Regions from separate parts of the Mus musculus genome. Here regions 1 and 3 are each linked to region 2. Evidence: chromatin contacts called from public HiChIP or PLAC-seq and promoter capture Hi-C data. All regions are on one chromosome and are shown on one strand. Each heading gives the region's core, a stretch centred on a gene start, on an enhancer-like site or on the middle of the called end of the contact. The rest is flanking DNA. Distances are from core to core; before and after follow the strand shown.

Region 1 (4,203 bases), core at 1,435-3,934, 160 kb after region 2:
CTGGGGCTTTTTGTAAGTCCTGTAACTCTGAGCTAGAGTGTATGAATGTCTCTTCTCTTACAGGAAAGACAATGTCTCAACTTGGAAGAAATGATCATGTGATATTCTTTCTACCCTAAGGCACAGCCAGTGATAGCTGGGCGGTGGTGCGCACACTTTTAATCCCAGCACTTGGGAGGCAAAGGCAGGCAGATTTCTGAGTTTGAGGCCAGCCTGGTCTACAGAGTGAGTTCCAGGACAGCCAGGGCTATTCAGAGAAACCCTGTCTTGAAAAACAAAACAAAACAAAAAAACCAAAACAAAAACAACCCAAAAACAAAAACAAAAAAACAAAAACAAAACATCACTTGCTAGAACTGAATCGCCATACATACATCCGGGAGCCTAGGTCAGGATGCCATCTCTACATGTCCCAAACTGTGGTTCCTGTCATTTCAAGACAGTTCTCCAAATCTGGGCTAACTCATCAAGATGGAATTTTAGGGAAAAGTGGGAAAACCATATTTTCAGCAGCAACACAAGGCTCTAAGACAAGTTCCCTTTTCCGTTGTGGGTGCTTTGCTGGTTAGAAAGGGTCTGATGCCCCGATACCACTATGGCAAATGCCCTGGTGCCACTGTGGTAGAAATAACTGGCTGGTATTTATGTCTTTCCAGTGAGGGTAGCTGCTAAGAAGCTGTGAAGGGAGGCCTTGGAGTCTGCCCAACCCCACACTTTTCTGTTCCTGAGATGTTCCTGCCCTTGACAGGACAGGAAAATTAGCCCATAAATTATGAGCCTAGAAGGAACCTGCCAGTCGCCTCCTGTGTGGTGTTGAGGTTGTCGCCTCTGAGCGCCCCATTCTGAAGGCAATTAGCCTAATTGCTTTTGTTATTCCAGAAAACAAATTAAGCCACCCAAGTGTTTCCAGGTAAGGGGAAAAAAGCCTGTACTGTATAAGAAACATTTAAGGGGTGTTTAGCTCACAGCCAGCAGTCAGAGTAAACAGCCACAGGGCCATTGGAGGGACACCAGGACACTTACGAGGGGAGTAGCTGCTGGAGAGACTAGGGATCTGAGTGTGTGCCCCGCCCTGGAGGCCACTGTACTCTTGTCCTCCATTTTCTCCCTGGCCAGCAAGGCCTGTCTATGGATTCTGCCCCTGCTGCCTACTTCACCAGGCCTACCTTAGTGGTCACAATTAGTGGGACAGTTACACACCCCCACTCCACCCCAAGCTTACCTCTTTTCCTTCAAACCAGTCAGTCACCTTCCCTCAGCCACCATGAGAACCACCAAAGGCAAAAGCGCCACAAATCAGACCCTTAATAGCTTTGGGGCTTCCTGAAAAGTGAAGAGTATGGCTCTGTCTACAGCCTAGCTTCCTGTACTCAAGCTTTGGAGACCCCGCAGCTTCATCCTGGGTTTGGTTGGCACGTTGGTTGGTTGTTTTAGATGCTAGGGACAGAATCTAGGGATTGATCAATGCCCAGCAGGCACTTCCATAAAGGTACTACCCAGGCTTCCTCTCATTTTCTCTGTGTGCTTTACGCTCCTATACTGTTGTCCCAGTGAATAGGGTCTCTCTGTGTGTGTGTGTGTGTGTGTGTGTGTGTGTGTGTGTGTGTGTGTGTGTGTTTGCTTGCTCCTTGCTCTCTAGACCAAGTATGCTGGCTCAGTGTCATCTGTCCTGACCATGGTAGAAAAAGCTTGGCACCTGCAGCTTGGTGGTGCTTTCTCTTTGGTGTCAGCCTGAGGCATCTCTTGCAGTGGTGCTTGCTTTGCATCTACAGAGCTTACCATTGCCCTAGGAGCAACCTGAGTAGAAAGGCCTTGTTCATTCTACCCATCTGTGGCCATGTGGCAAAAGCCGTAGGCCACAAGATGAATTTTGTGGGATGGAGGGAGGGCTGGACAGACAGAAAAATGAATGGACAACCAAGTGTTATAGGTAAATGCTGTCCCAAGGAAACCATCCACTTCGGCTCAACTTAAAATTAGAAGCTGCTTGGGTGGAGAGGTGGGGATGTTGACTGTCAGGGCCTCTGTTGCCTATGTACCCTGTGGGAATGTGCAGGGAGCAGGAGGTGGCGAATAGCTGCTCAGGGTGGTAAGCACTATGTAGGCAGAGGCCTTGCTGCATCTCCATCTATTGAGAAGGAAGGAGTACCACAAATCAGCCATTCTCCTCTTCCCTACCAAGAAGTGCACCAGTCTTGTATACACCCACTATGGGGCTCTAGACGTGTGGTTGACTGTGCCTCACTCACAAGGTCTGGTCTCCAGGACAAACAAGCCTTTCATGGTGAGACTACTCTACACGCCCTTAGGAAGACCTTGAGAAGTAGAGACAACCGTTTTTTGTCAGATTTCCTGGCACCCCTGTTGGAAAACTGCCAGAGGGTGGAGCCTGGACTGGCAGAGCCAGGAGGTCTGTTTTGTTGCCAGGACCCAATAGTTTCTCTAACAGGGGACCCAGGCCACCTGTCTTAAAATCTCAGGGGGTGGGAGACATCTCTTGTTCCCATTTGCTGATCAGCGGCGGGAACAGGTGTTTGAAAGCATACCGTTTCCCCTCCCCCCGGGGGGGGGGGGGCTTCTTGCTCCTGGGAGGCTTATCTGGCTGTCTGAGAGGGTCCAGTGCCAGCCCAAGGACTGAGAAACAAAGACTCGACTTACAATTTGTTACATCCTCGTTACTTTCTCCCGCCTGAGGCTTGGCCTCTTGGAAATCATCCAGGGGCTCAGCTGCCTTCTGCTGTGATCTCAGCATCCTTAACCTCCAGTCTTTGATCTGCATTTCCTGCTTCTGATGAAACACAACCCGCTCCCCACGCCATCGAAAGTACAGTGCATCTTCAGCCAGCCGCACAATTACTCAGAAGTACCGAGTGACTCTTGGAATTTATTTTAGCCACCTGTGTCTGTGTGCTGCTTTGTCTGGCTCGAGATTAAGGCTTCTTTTTATACCTCAGACTGTGCAGTCCTTTCTTTTATGCCTGCACAACGACCCTGTCACCCAGACCAGGCGATGCTCAGGAATCCCAGCCTGTGAGGAGACCCCCAGAGGTGCAAGCTTGTGGGCGGTGGGTAGGGTGGGCTCCCTTGCCTCTTCCCTCCTAGAGCAAGCAGTAGCTCTGAGCCAGCCCCACTGGTGATGCAGAGTTGGGAACACTGGTAAAGTTTAATCTTTGGTTAAAAACAAACAAACGTTAAATTAAAAACAAACAAAAGTTAAGACAAAAACAAAAAATATCCCCAGCTATTTCTTTCAGACAACTTGAGCTTTGTAAACTGGAGATATATTAGTTCAGGGTATTTGGTGCTGGGTAGATTATACTCCCTTATTCTTTAACCAGGAAAATCAGCATGTGCTTAGCAAAGAATTTTTTTTTCATGAAGAAACAGCACCTTCACTGTCCCCCTCCCTGTACGCACAGTAGATTCCAGCTCCAACTGCAAGATGGGTTCTGAGCCAATGGGTGGCGAGAGGGTGCATGGCAGAATGACTTAAAGATTTAAGTGAAATCCTTCTATCACCTAGATCTGGATTGGGAAAAAAAAATATAACCACACCTCCTGACCTCTTCCTTCCTCTGGGTGGCATGACAATGTACACACACAACACTCTGGCATCCACTGCCACATGGTAAACAGTGGCCGCCATATTGGTCCCCCAGCTCTCCACAGCTCTGTAACACCCTTACCACTGATGTGACATGAGCACCTGGTCGGGTTGTCTGGAGGACTCTTAGAACACAGAACGGGTTGACTGTCTGGCACATAAGTGCTCAGGGTTGCCCTGGTACTCCAGGTGAAGAAGTTGGACCTTGGCCTCCCAGGCCTCCACCTACCTTTCTTGGTCCTTCCCATCCTCTAACCTGCTCACCTAGCTTTCTTCTGTTTCCCTGAGACCTGGCCGTAGAATGGTGTCAGCCGTGTTCAGGCCATCTCTCTCTTCTTCAGTTAATTGTTCTCGGAAATTCACAGTCACAGCCAAAGGGGTATCTCTAATGCCTCAGACAATTCTTTCTTTTAAAAAAAATGTAATATGTTTGTTTCTGTGTGTGTGTGTGTGTGTGTGTGTGTGTGTGTGTGTGTGTGTACATGTGAGTGGGGCCAGGATGTGCCTGTGGAGCACAGATGTTGTTACTTTATTGTTACTTTTGTTGTGTTCACAAGGACTGGCATCAGTTAACCCACACAGACAGATAATCCACACAG
Region 2 (4,650 bases), core at 299-2,798:
AGAGGGATATGCCTCTTTTTCCACCTCATCTTGGAGAGCTGTGTGGTTTAGTCCCATCTGCAGACTGGGGATGCAAGTTCAGAAGGGGTTGGGGGAGCGGGACATCACTTCTGTGCCCCCTGGCACCTGTTAGGGGCACTCATTTTCTCTTTCTCAAGATGGAAATTGTGCCTCACCTCCTGAATTCCAGGTATATTCAGAGAATCCAGCCTCCAGCCAGCCTTGGGGATTCATTCATGGATGGCATTGGCAGAAAATCATGGTCAAATAGCAGAGAGCATCATTCTGGCCACAGCCCCAGGGCACAGAGAATACCGCTGCCTTTTTATATCTGAGTGCAAATTTTGGCGCTCACTGGCCAAGTCACAGCTGACTACGACTTGGAAGTCACTTTGATTTTTTGCAGCTGAGAAGCAATTACAACCGGGTCTGAGTTGCACCACTCTCTGGACAGTGGTGGAAGGAGGGCTAGATCCTACACCAACAACCTGAGCAAGAAAGGCTCTGTCGCCCCACTCACTGCAGTATCTTCCGGAACCAGCCCAGAGGCTTGTACTCCAGGGGCCCAATGGAAGGACAGACTCAACCAGCCTTTCATATTTCCACAATTTCTTTTCTATTTAACTAATCTTATCTGCAGGGAAGCCCCGTTGAGCCCTCCTGCAAATCAGGAGAGATCCCAAAGGCATGGGCAGGACAGAAAGCCATTGGACATCCACACCAGCACAGTAGGAGGCAGGACCTGGGCAACTGTGAGGTTAGGTCGAAAGTGACAGAGGTGTTTGCAATTTAGCTGAGCACATATGAAGAGCTGTGGAGGAAAGAGAGAAGAGAAGAGAAGAGAAGAGAAGAGAAGAGAAGAGAAGAGAAGAGAAGAGAAGAGAAGAGAAGAGAAGAGAAAAGAGATGGAAAAGCCAGGAAGCTGAGGTCTTAGGCCCAGGAGAGGAAAGTGTCTTGTTTTAGGAACAAGACACGTTCCCGGCTCAGCCTGGTCAGGCTTGGCAAATGTCACCTGGGAATCTTGTAAGCGTCTCTAGTTGGGAGTAAAGAAAACTTTGCTCTTTCACAGGTAGTTGGTTCTCAATGCAGGGAGGAGTGTTCCCTGAATATTGCTTCAGGGACATCTCTCTTGGTGCAATGTACCGACCCCGTAAGGTTTCACGAGAAATGGCCGCTGATTGAGAGCAATCCTGCGCTTTGAGCAAAGCACAACCTTGGGGGAGGCTGGCCCGGAAAAGAGCTTAGAGGAGAGGAGGGGTAAGTGGGAAAACAGAGGCAGGGGGTTGTCACCTGCTGAGCTTCCTGGGAGCCAGGGGAAAGAGAGCTGTCTGGCCCAGGTGGTGCAGGGAACAGGGAATCCTCGCGCTCTGCTTGCGCGCCGGGCTGCTCTACACCTGCCGCGGGGTCTGACCCGCAAGCAGGCGGGAGGCGAGCACAGGTGGCGGCGATTGGGCAGGCGGGGCCCGGAGGGTGACGTCACGGGCTCCGGTCCCGGCGGCAGAAATAGGGCAGCCGCGGCAGCGGTGGCACAGCGGCGGGCGGCGGAGGCTCGGAGAGCTGGAGCTTGGACTATCTCTAGCACGCCAGGGGACCAGCCGACAGCCGGAGACGACCCAGCCGAGGACGCGGGGTCCGGGTCGCCGCCTCTGTCGCCGCCACGGGGCGCTCCCTCCCTTCCACCCGAGTCCGGCCACCTGGTCATTCCCTCGGCCCCGGCCGCCGTAGGTAAGCGGGTCGCAGCTCCGGAGAAGATGCGGGTGTCCGAGTCGTGCCACCGCCGCCAGCTCGTCCCGCTGCTCTCCGCCCGGGTCCCGACGCCCGCAGCTCCGCAGCTCGCTGCAGGGCCCGGTGCGGGCGTTCGCAGGTTCTCACTGCCCACGCCTGGAGAGCCAAGTTTGCGCGCCTGGCTACGGGCACGGGACCACAGGGCCGGGACTCGGCAGGGCCACCCTGGATGCGCTAGGACTGGGGGCTTAAAGCTGGGGTACATGGGGTTTGACACCCGGGGATCAGCGGTGGGGAACGGAGTGATCCTTATAGGCGCGCGGGGCGCCACGCAGAACTGCTCTGGCTGAGCCCGAAGCTCGCGATCCGCACCGAGACCCTGCAGGCGCCGCTCTTGGGCTCTGAACCCCCGGATGGCCTCAGCCAAACCCTAGCGACAGACCCTGGCTCAGACCTGTGCCCTTGGCTGGGATCTAGAGTGCGGGGCGGGCATCCTTTGCACCTTCTTCCCCTCCGCTTTGCGGGGAAACTTGCGTCCCCTTGTCGCAGCCCAAAGATAATCTGCGCCTCTCTTGGCCCTCGTTATCCCATGGCCCTCAGTGTAAGGAGCTCAAGAAGAGGGCATCCTAGCAGAACCCTGCCCTGGGGACCTTGTGGCTTTCATCTTGCGAGGCCACAGTTGTTGCCAGTAAGCAGCTGCTGTAACCCACTGGGAAGTCTCTAGGGAGCAGTTTGTCCTGAGGATATTTAGGTTGGGGGTGGGTGGGTAGGTGCTAAGAGCAACTGTGCTGACTGACTTCGGCCCCTCTTTGCTCCACCGAAGGAAGAGAGACCATTTCTAAGTTTCAGAGGAGACCTGGGAAACGCAGGCAGAGCGCTGCTCTTGGGGCGCATGTCGCCTGGAGTTTGGGTAGCACTGCAGCACGAGGCTTTGAGCACTCTCTGCAGCTGACAAAGCCGTGTCCCACTTGGCTTCCCCTATGTCTGCCACCTGAGGACTTCCTGTCCTGAAACTTGCAAGGGAAGAAACTGACTGGCAGCGGTCGGTAGGGCTCGTGGTGCCCAGAATTTGGCGAGCGTCTATGCTGTCCTTTGGTCAGCTCAGAGTTCTCTGGGAGTTTCCCCTCGCCCCCACCAGGTCTGCATTTTCTCCCAGAGCTGGTCCACCTTGCCCTGCCTAGAGGACTTCCCTCCAGATAACCGTCTCTTGACACTGATGAATAGCGCTTCGGTAGTCTCCCCTCCGTCCCCTCTAGGTGTCGCTTCTATCGAGCTTTCCATGAGTGAAAGACAGCGCCAGTAGCTTTGGTCTGTTGTCCTAGTAAATCTGTTGCAAGCCTGTGCTCCAAGAATTGTACTAGGTACCCTCCCCTGCCACGAGGTACCCAAATCCACCCACCCCTTTATATGCCTTACACAGAAATGGGGTACTTGCTAGCCAAAAAATCCGTACAGAGAACAACACCCCTTGGCATTTTCTAAGGAGGAAAAAAGTGGGGGGGGAATGAAGAAGACGTCAGGACTTTTCCAGAAAGCCCTCAAGTTATATTCCTGCCCAGCAGCCACTGGTGATGCAAGGGAGAATTTTAACAGTCTGTTCTCGTCCCTGATACTGGCCAGTATCTGTTCCGGTCCCTCTGACTCTGAGGATAGGCTCTGGTGTGGACATTGGTGTGGAAAGCAAACGAGTCGGGGAGTGACTAGGACTTGTGTGGTATCATAGCCCCAGCACTTCTCTGGCAGAACCCAGTGACTTCCTGTTTCAGTTGTGTGAGAAGGGACCTCAGGCCCAGGTTATTCTGCCACTGTCAGCTGAATGCTGGCTTTCTTCCTCCTATCATGGGGCCCAATACCTCACTCTTCCCAGGAAGACTTCAGCCTGAACCAAAGGTCATCCAGGGAAAGGGTCCATGTGTTAGCAGTCCTAATTATGTTGTCCCGGGGGCTTTTACTTTTCCTCTTAGAATTTGATGTCACCAAGTTTTGTTAATTGCAGAAAGGTTCTCCCCATCCCAACCCCCTTTCCCAGAGTGAGACCAGCTCGCTGAACTGGGCAATGTCAGGACTTTGATTCCCCTGGTTGTGCCCAGTAGGTGAGAGAAGGAGGGAGAGACTGGGTCACTCACTGTGCTTTTCCTTCTGTTAAGGAATTGGAGGACCGGTTTATTTACTGTGTCCTCATGTGATGGTCTTCTATTTGACTTAATAGCCTGTTCCGGGAACTGGTATTGAATGGTTACGTTTTCACAAACCTGTCCCAAGTGTCTACCCTACCTCTGGAGGTATCTTTTCTCTCCAAGTCCCACCTTCTTGCTTATGTGTAGTTACCATGTTTTTCCAAACAAGATGAAATTAGGTATTTCAAGAGAGTGTCTCTCTTAAAGTGTTTTGCCTCTTACTGAATAATACTAAGACATGGAACATCAAATATAATGGGAAAACCACGGTTTAAAGGACATATTTAGGAGTTATCTGAAGGTTGGACAGATAAGGGTGATAGAAGCTGTAGGTGAATGTGTAAAACTTCAGTTCCAAGATGAATGCCATCAATTTACACATTGCACATGGAAGTATTTAGGTCTTCAATTCACCAGTTGTTGGATAATAAGGAGTTCATAATCAATAGAAAATTCAACTTAGGGCAGATGAGATAGCTCAGTGGGTAATGGCACATGCTCTCAGGTTTGAGTTTGAGCCCCAAGATCCACACGTGGAAGAAGAGAACAGACTTCTGCCAGCTGTTCTCTCACTTTTAAACATACACACACACACCCAAATAAATAAATGTAACAAAAACGTAGAAAATACGATGCCACTTAATTACATTGTGCTGCAGTTAGCTTGGTAGATGCTTATCTTCTCCAGGTTGGAATTTTTGGGGCTATTTGGGGAAATTTGACGTGCTTTTCCTTTTTCCTAAAACAC
Region 3 (4,233 bases), core at 703-3,202, 160 kb before region 2:
CATCTCTCTATGTGGCAGCTGCTAACCTTTCACCATTGTCTTTGTCACCACCTGATGGGGCCAAATGGTGCTCCATAGCTGAGCTTTGCAAGTCTCTACTCCCCTCATCTCCCTCTTTCTTCCTCTAGGTGGTCAGTCCCCCTTGCTGTCTGTCCTTAGTTCATTTTCTAAACTTAAGGCTAGGTTTTCTCAGCCTCTGCCCTAGACTTCCATCCCTGCCTGGAACCTGTCTTGCTTCCACAGAGCACAGCTTAGTTTATGTCCCCAAACACAGCTTGGGTAGCAAATCCTTTGGTGGACTTTATAATCGGACATAGATCATTACCGATGGGACTCGGGCTTTACATAATATTTTAGGAGGTAGATAAATTAGATCATGAAAAGTGCATAAGGGACATCAATTATGCAGGAACCAGAAGAATTGTTATAAAGTGATCTGGCCTCAGTCTTTGCCCATGAAACATTTAACTGAGGCCATTAAAATAGAAAACATCTCTTGCTTGCTCCGTATGTCAGGAGGAGTGGGCTGGCCCAGATGCAGGCCTTGCCCTAGGGATGCTGGAAAGTACATGATGGCCTGCTTTTGCTGTGACACCTGAAAAGGGTCTCCTGGGTAGTGTAGGAAACTGGGACTGGGCTGGTTTGAGTAAAGAAGGATCTGGAGGCTCCGGGAGTGTGTGTGACCTGCTGGAGATCTAGGTGGTGGTTGCTTCTCTGGCTCCTGTGACCTAGGGTAGAAAGATGCATGTCTGAACAGTGTGGGAAGAGGGTCAGAGGTTGATGACGACCCCAGGGTTCTCAGGAACCACCCGAAGTGTCATGTTTGCCCTGTGTCCTCCATAGCAGCAGTGGAGTCTGACTCCGGTGCACTTCTGCTGGTCCTGGCAGATCTACCTGACCTTGAGGCTGCCAGTGACCATGGGCCTGTGAGAGAAGGCGTGTGTCATTGTGACCTTTTGGATAAACTGTCCATGCTGCCTTTCTCCACTAGGCTTCTATGATCACAGCTGATCCTAGCCTTGGCCCAAGCTACACTATCTGCCCCTTCTGCCCACCACGATTCTACCATCCTCTTACGGCCCTATGACCATGCCTTTGCCTTAGTTGTTGTTGTTGCTGTTGTTGTTATTCCCTTGCTGTGATCAAATGCCCTTACAAAGGGCAACTTGATGACGAAAGGGTTTATTTTGGCTGGTAATTCAAGGTACGGTCCCTTACCGCAAGAAGGCATGTCTGCTCAGTTTTTTCTTTTTATGTAGTCAAGACCTAAGCCCAAGTCTCCCATCTCAATTAACCTAATCAAGATAATGTTCCTAGGCATGCCCAGAGACTAACCTCATCAGACAGCTTCTTACAGGTGTGCTGAGAGGTTTGTCTCGTAGGTGATTCTAGACCCTGCCAAGTTGACAATCAGCATTAATCATCACAGTCTTGTCCTGGTCCCGGTGGTGTATTACTGTTGTATTACTGGGAGGTGTGTGGGGGTGGGGGTGGGGGTGGGGGTGGGGAGGGCCTTGCCCCTCCTCGCTATAAGCATGAGCTGGGCACATTGGTAACACCTCTGAACCTTTTGGGGGTGGCTAAGGAAGTGTATCTTAACAAGCATTCCTAAGCTCTCTTTCCCTGTGGCACATCACCCCTTGGCTTATCTGGCACTTTTTCAGGACCTGCTCTCTTGGCTTTCAGCCTTGGTTCCCACAGTGGCACCGCTACAGACAGCCACAGAAAGAGACAGAAAGGAGTACCAGTCACTGCAGGACACACAGTCCCGGCAGCATGCCCTCAGTGGGAGAGCCCGGCATGGATTCTGAGATTGCCTGTGTCACTGGAGCTGAAAGTTTTACAGGGGGAGGCGGAGCAGGTGGTGGATGCAAGGGGCAGGTCTGTCCCTTCTGCAGTGAGAATATGTTCCTCGCGGATAGGGTTGTGATGGTCCCCTCTAGCCCTCTTCCTCCGGAACGTCTGTCTTTCCTCCCCCAGAGTCACCGCTTCGGATGGGTCTTACTCAATTCTGCCAGGCTGAGGGAACAAAAGCGTCTGCTGCGTGAAAGTTGCAGGCGTGGGGTTTGGCGAGATAATATCCCCGTTCTGTTGTGTGACTTGGGAGGAGTTTCCTATACTCGGAGTAGGGAAGCCATCTCACGCTGTGTGCAGAAGTGTGTTCTCTGACTAGCATGCTTCAAAGCATTCCACGTTCTCACCTGGGTAGAGATGTGGGCCTGGAGCCTTCAGTCCCACCTGGCCTTTTATAGGTTGGAGTTTAGGAGCAAGGACTTGGTGTTCCTGCCCCCACTCTTCTGTTCACGCATGCATCCCTAAAATAAACTCAGTAGGTGGACAGGTTAGTCATAAATACAAGCAAGTCACCTTTTCAAATGCTAAAGCCCATTTCTCACCAGGGCATGCCCTCCTCACCTACGTTTAATCCTTTACTGTTGCATCCCTGACATGCCTACTCAAGGCAATAGCTGGCATTTAGGCAGAGTGGCTCATGGTGCAAATCCCTGGGCTCTGAGTGCACCAACCCTGCCCCTGAATCTACTCTCCAAAGATAACAGAGTTGAGCATCATCTGGCATGCTACACAGTGTGCACGAGGTCACAGAGCTAGCGCAGGGGGGAGGAGTGCTTGAACACAAGCAATCTGGTTACAGAATAGAGAACTAAGGTTCAAACTATAGCATTCTAGACGTTTCTAAATCACTTCTCAGAATTTACTGGGCATGTCCAAACCGTGCCCATGCATTGGCTCCGATACGCAGGAATGCTGCCTAACATAAAATTGTAAACTTAACATTCTAAGATTTCCCCCCCTCCACCCCCCAGTGCAATTGCTTAGTTCTTGAGTGTAAACTTTGTAGCTGAAAACACTCCTTTGTGTTTTCAAGAGTTTGGCTATACTTAAAACCTCCTAATGTTTTGGGTGTGATGTTTGTGGTAGGGGTCTAGTGAATGACATTGAAAAGCCATGATTAAAGGCTGTGCTTCAGGGAGTCAGTAGGGGAGGTGCCTGATTGGACTCTCCCAGCAGAGGAAGAGAATGGAAAGAGCTCCTTGCCCCCCCTTTTTCCCATAGAGAAAGATCAGGGCTCAATTCACCTTTGCTGTGGCCCCTTTGATTGTCTTCATGATTGGGCAAAGGAAGCCTTCAGGAAATCTGCCCTTGTGAAACAAGGCCTGAGGCGTGTGGGTCGCTCGCTGCTACCTGTCTGCTGTTGTGTTTGACACAGCTGCTGCTCTCTGCTATTCCACGTTTTGGGTTGTGTATACTATGGCTGTGTCACAGTTCACTTGGCAGAGTGCTCCACTGGGGTATCTTCTTATCTAAGATCTCAGAGCTAGCCCATATGCTTGTCCCTGGTCTCTCACAGGGGGCTGAAGAGGTAGAGATCAATGGTGGCTCTGTGGGCTACTTCTGGCCATTTGGTGTAGCTGGAGGTAACATTGAAAATTAGGGGGCACAGTGGTGTGTGCCAGCAATCCTATCACTCAGGCAACTGAGGTGGGAGGGTGGTGAGTTCAAGGCCAGACTGGATTACATGGCTGGACATTGTCTCCAACCAAACCAGATCAAACCAGAAAGAAAAAGAATCAAAGCCGCTTCTTGCTTCCTGCCCCGTGATTGCAGAAGGCTGGGTGGGAGGTGACTGCTGGCAAGGGCTGCATTTTCCATGAGGGAAGAAAGGGGCAGATGAGGAGGCGGTGGTGGCCTGGGACCCATTTTAATCAATAGCAGCAGACGTACCAGGGTGAACTGTCAGTCAATGTGCTGAATATACTGGGTGTCAAATTTAAATGAATGTTGCTCAACTACCAGTGAAACTCAAAATTTCCCTTTAAGTTTGTTGGCACTCACATTTCTCCTTCGGAATGGCCCACCCCTTAGCCCATTTCCCCTAGCTGATACTGAGCCTTTTCCAGCACAGGGCTGCGTGCATCCGAATCAGCCATTTCCCGCTGCATTGGTGGGTCATGGTTTTGGCTGTGTTTACTCCTGTTTGGGATGAACCCAGCTGAGCTTTTCAGAGACCACTATGAAAATTCAAGGAAAATGTTCTGTCCTGTCCTTAATCAAATTTCTTGTATTATGAATAGTTATTAAATATTTTATGTGAGCTTTGTAATTACTGATTAAAGCTAATATCAATAGCCTCAGATAATCAGTGTGTAATGCTAATTAGAAGGTAGCGAGTAAACCCCAATGACTTGTCTGCAGTTTCCGAATTGATGTAAT

Evidence for each region. Promoter capture Hi-C pulls out the DNA fragments that hold promoters and counts their contacts. HiChIP or PLAC-seq counts read pairs in DNA pulled down with a chosen protein or histone mark.
Region 1: a contact with region 2 is called in an H3K27ac HiChIP or PLAC-seq map of neural progenitor cells, with 6 times the contacts expected there. The contact joins the enhancer-like site here to the promoter of Fstl4 in region 2. A contact is called at or near these places in 4 of 39 promoter capture datasets (embryonic stem cells, hippocampal neurons and stem cell-derived epiblast-like cells), 1 of 15 datasets of contacts at CTCF or cohesin (hippocampal excitatory neurons), 4 of 484 Hi-C or Micro-C datasets (bone marrow-derived DN3 thymocytes, nephron progenitors and ventricular fibroblasts), 5 of 115 datasets of contacts at active chromatin or transcription factors (embryonic stem cells, forebrain and neural progenitor cells) and 2 of 9 other capture datasets (liver and pancreatic islet).
Region 3: a contact with region 2 is called in a promoter capture Hi-C map of hippocampal neurons, with 5 times the contacts expected there. The contact joins the enhancer-like site here to the promoter of Fstl4 in region 2. A contact is called at or near these places in 3 of 39 promoter capture datasets (embryonic stem cells, hippocampal neurons and liver), 1 of 484 Hi-C or Micro-C datasets (cerebral cortex), 1 of 115 datasets of contacts at active chromatin or transcription factors (forebrain) and 1 of 9 other capture datasets (liver).

The regions. Positions count from the first base shown.
Region 1 is chr11:52,917,082-52,921,284 of GRCm38.p6, forward strand. The region is part of intron 3 of Fstl4 (follistatin-like 4); the gene reads left to right. Among named protein-coding and RNA genes, the nearest start is that of Fstl4, 150 kb to the left of the region's middle. Within about 2 kb of position 2,685, at least 41 of the 459 cell types and tissues checked have an H3K27ac peak or open chromatin away from gene starts, as enhancers often do. A contact at or near this core is called in neural progenitor cells, where this site is marked.
Region 2 is chr11:52,763,158-52,767,807 of GRCm38.p6, forward strand. Fstl4 (follistatin-like 4) reads left to right here and starts at 1,549. Exons shown (of 16, transcript NM_177059.3): 1 at 1,549-1,725.
Region 3 is chr11:52,600,444-52,604,676 of GRCm38.p6, forward strand. The region is part of intron 1 of Gm30366 (a long non-coding RNA gene); the gene reads left to right. Among named protein-coding and RNA genes, the nearest start is that of Gm30366, 23 kb to the left of the region's middle. Within about 2 kb of position 1,953, at least 14 of the 459 cell types and tissues checked have an H3K27ac peak or open chromatin away from gene starts, as enhancers often do. A contact at or near this core is called in cerebral cortex and hippocampal neurons, where this site is marked.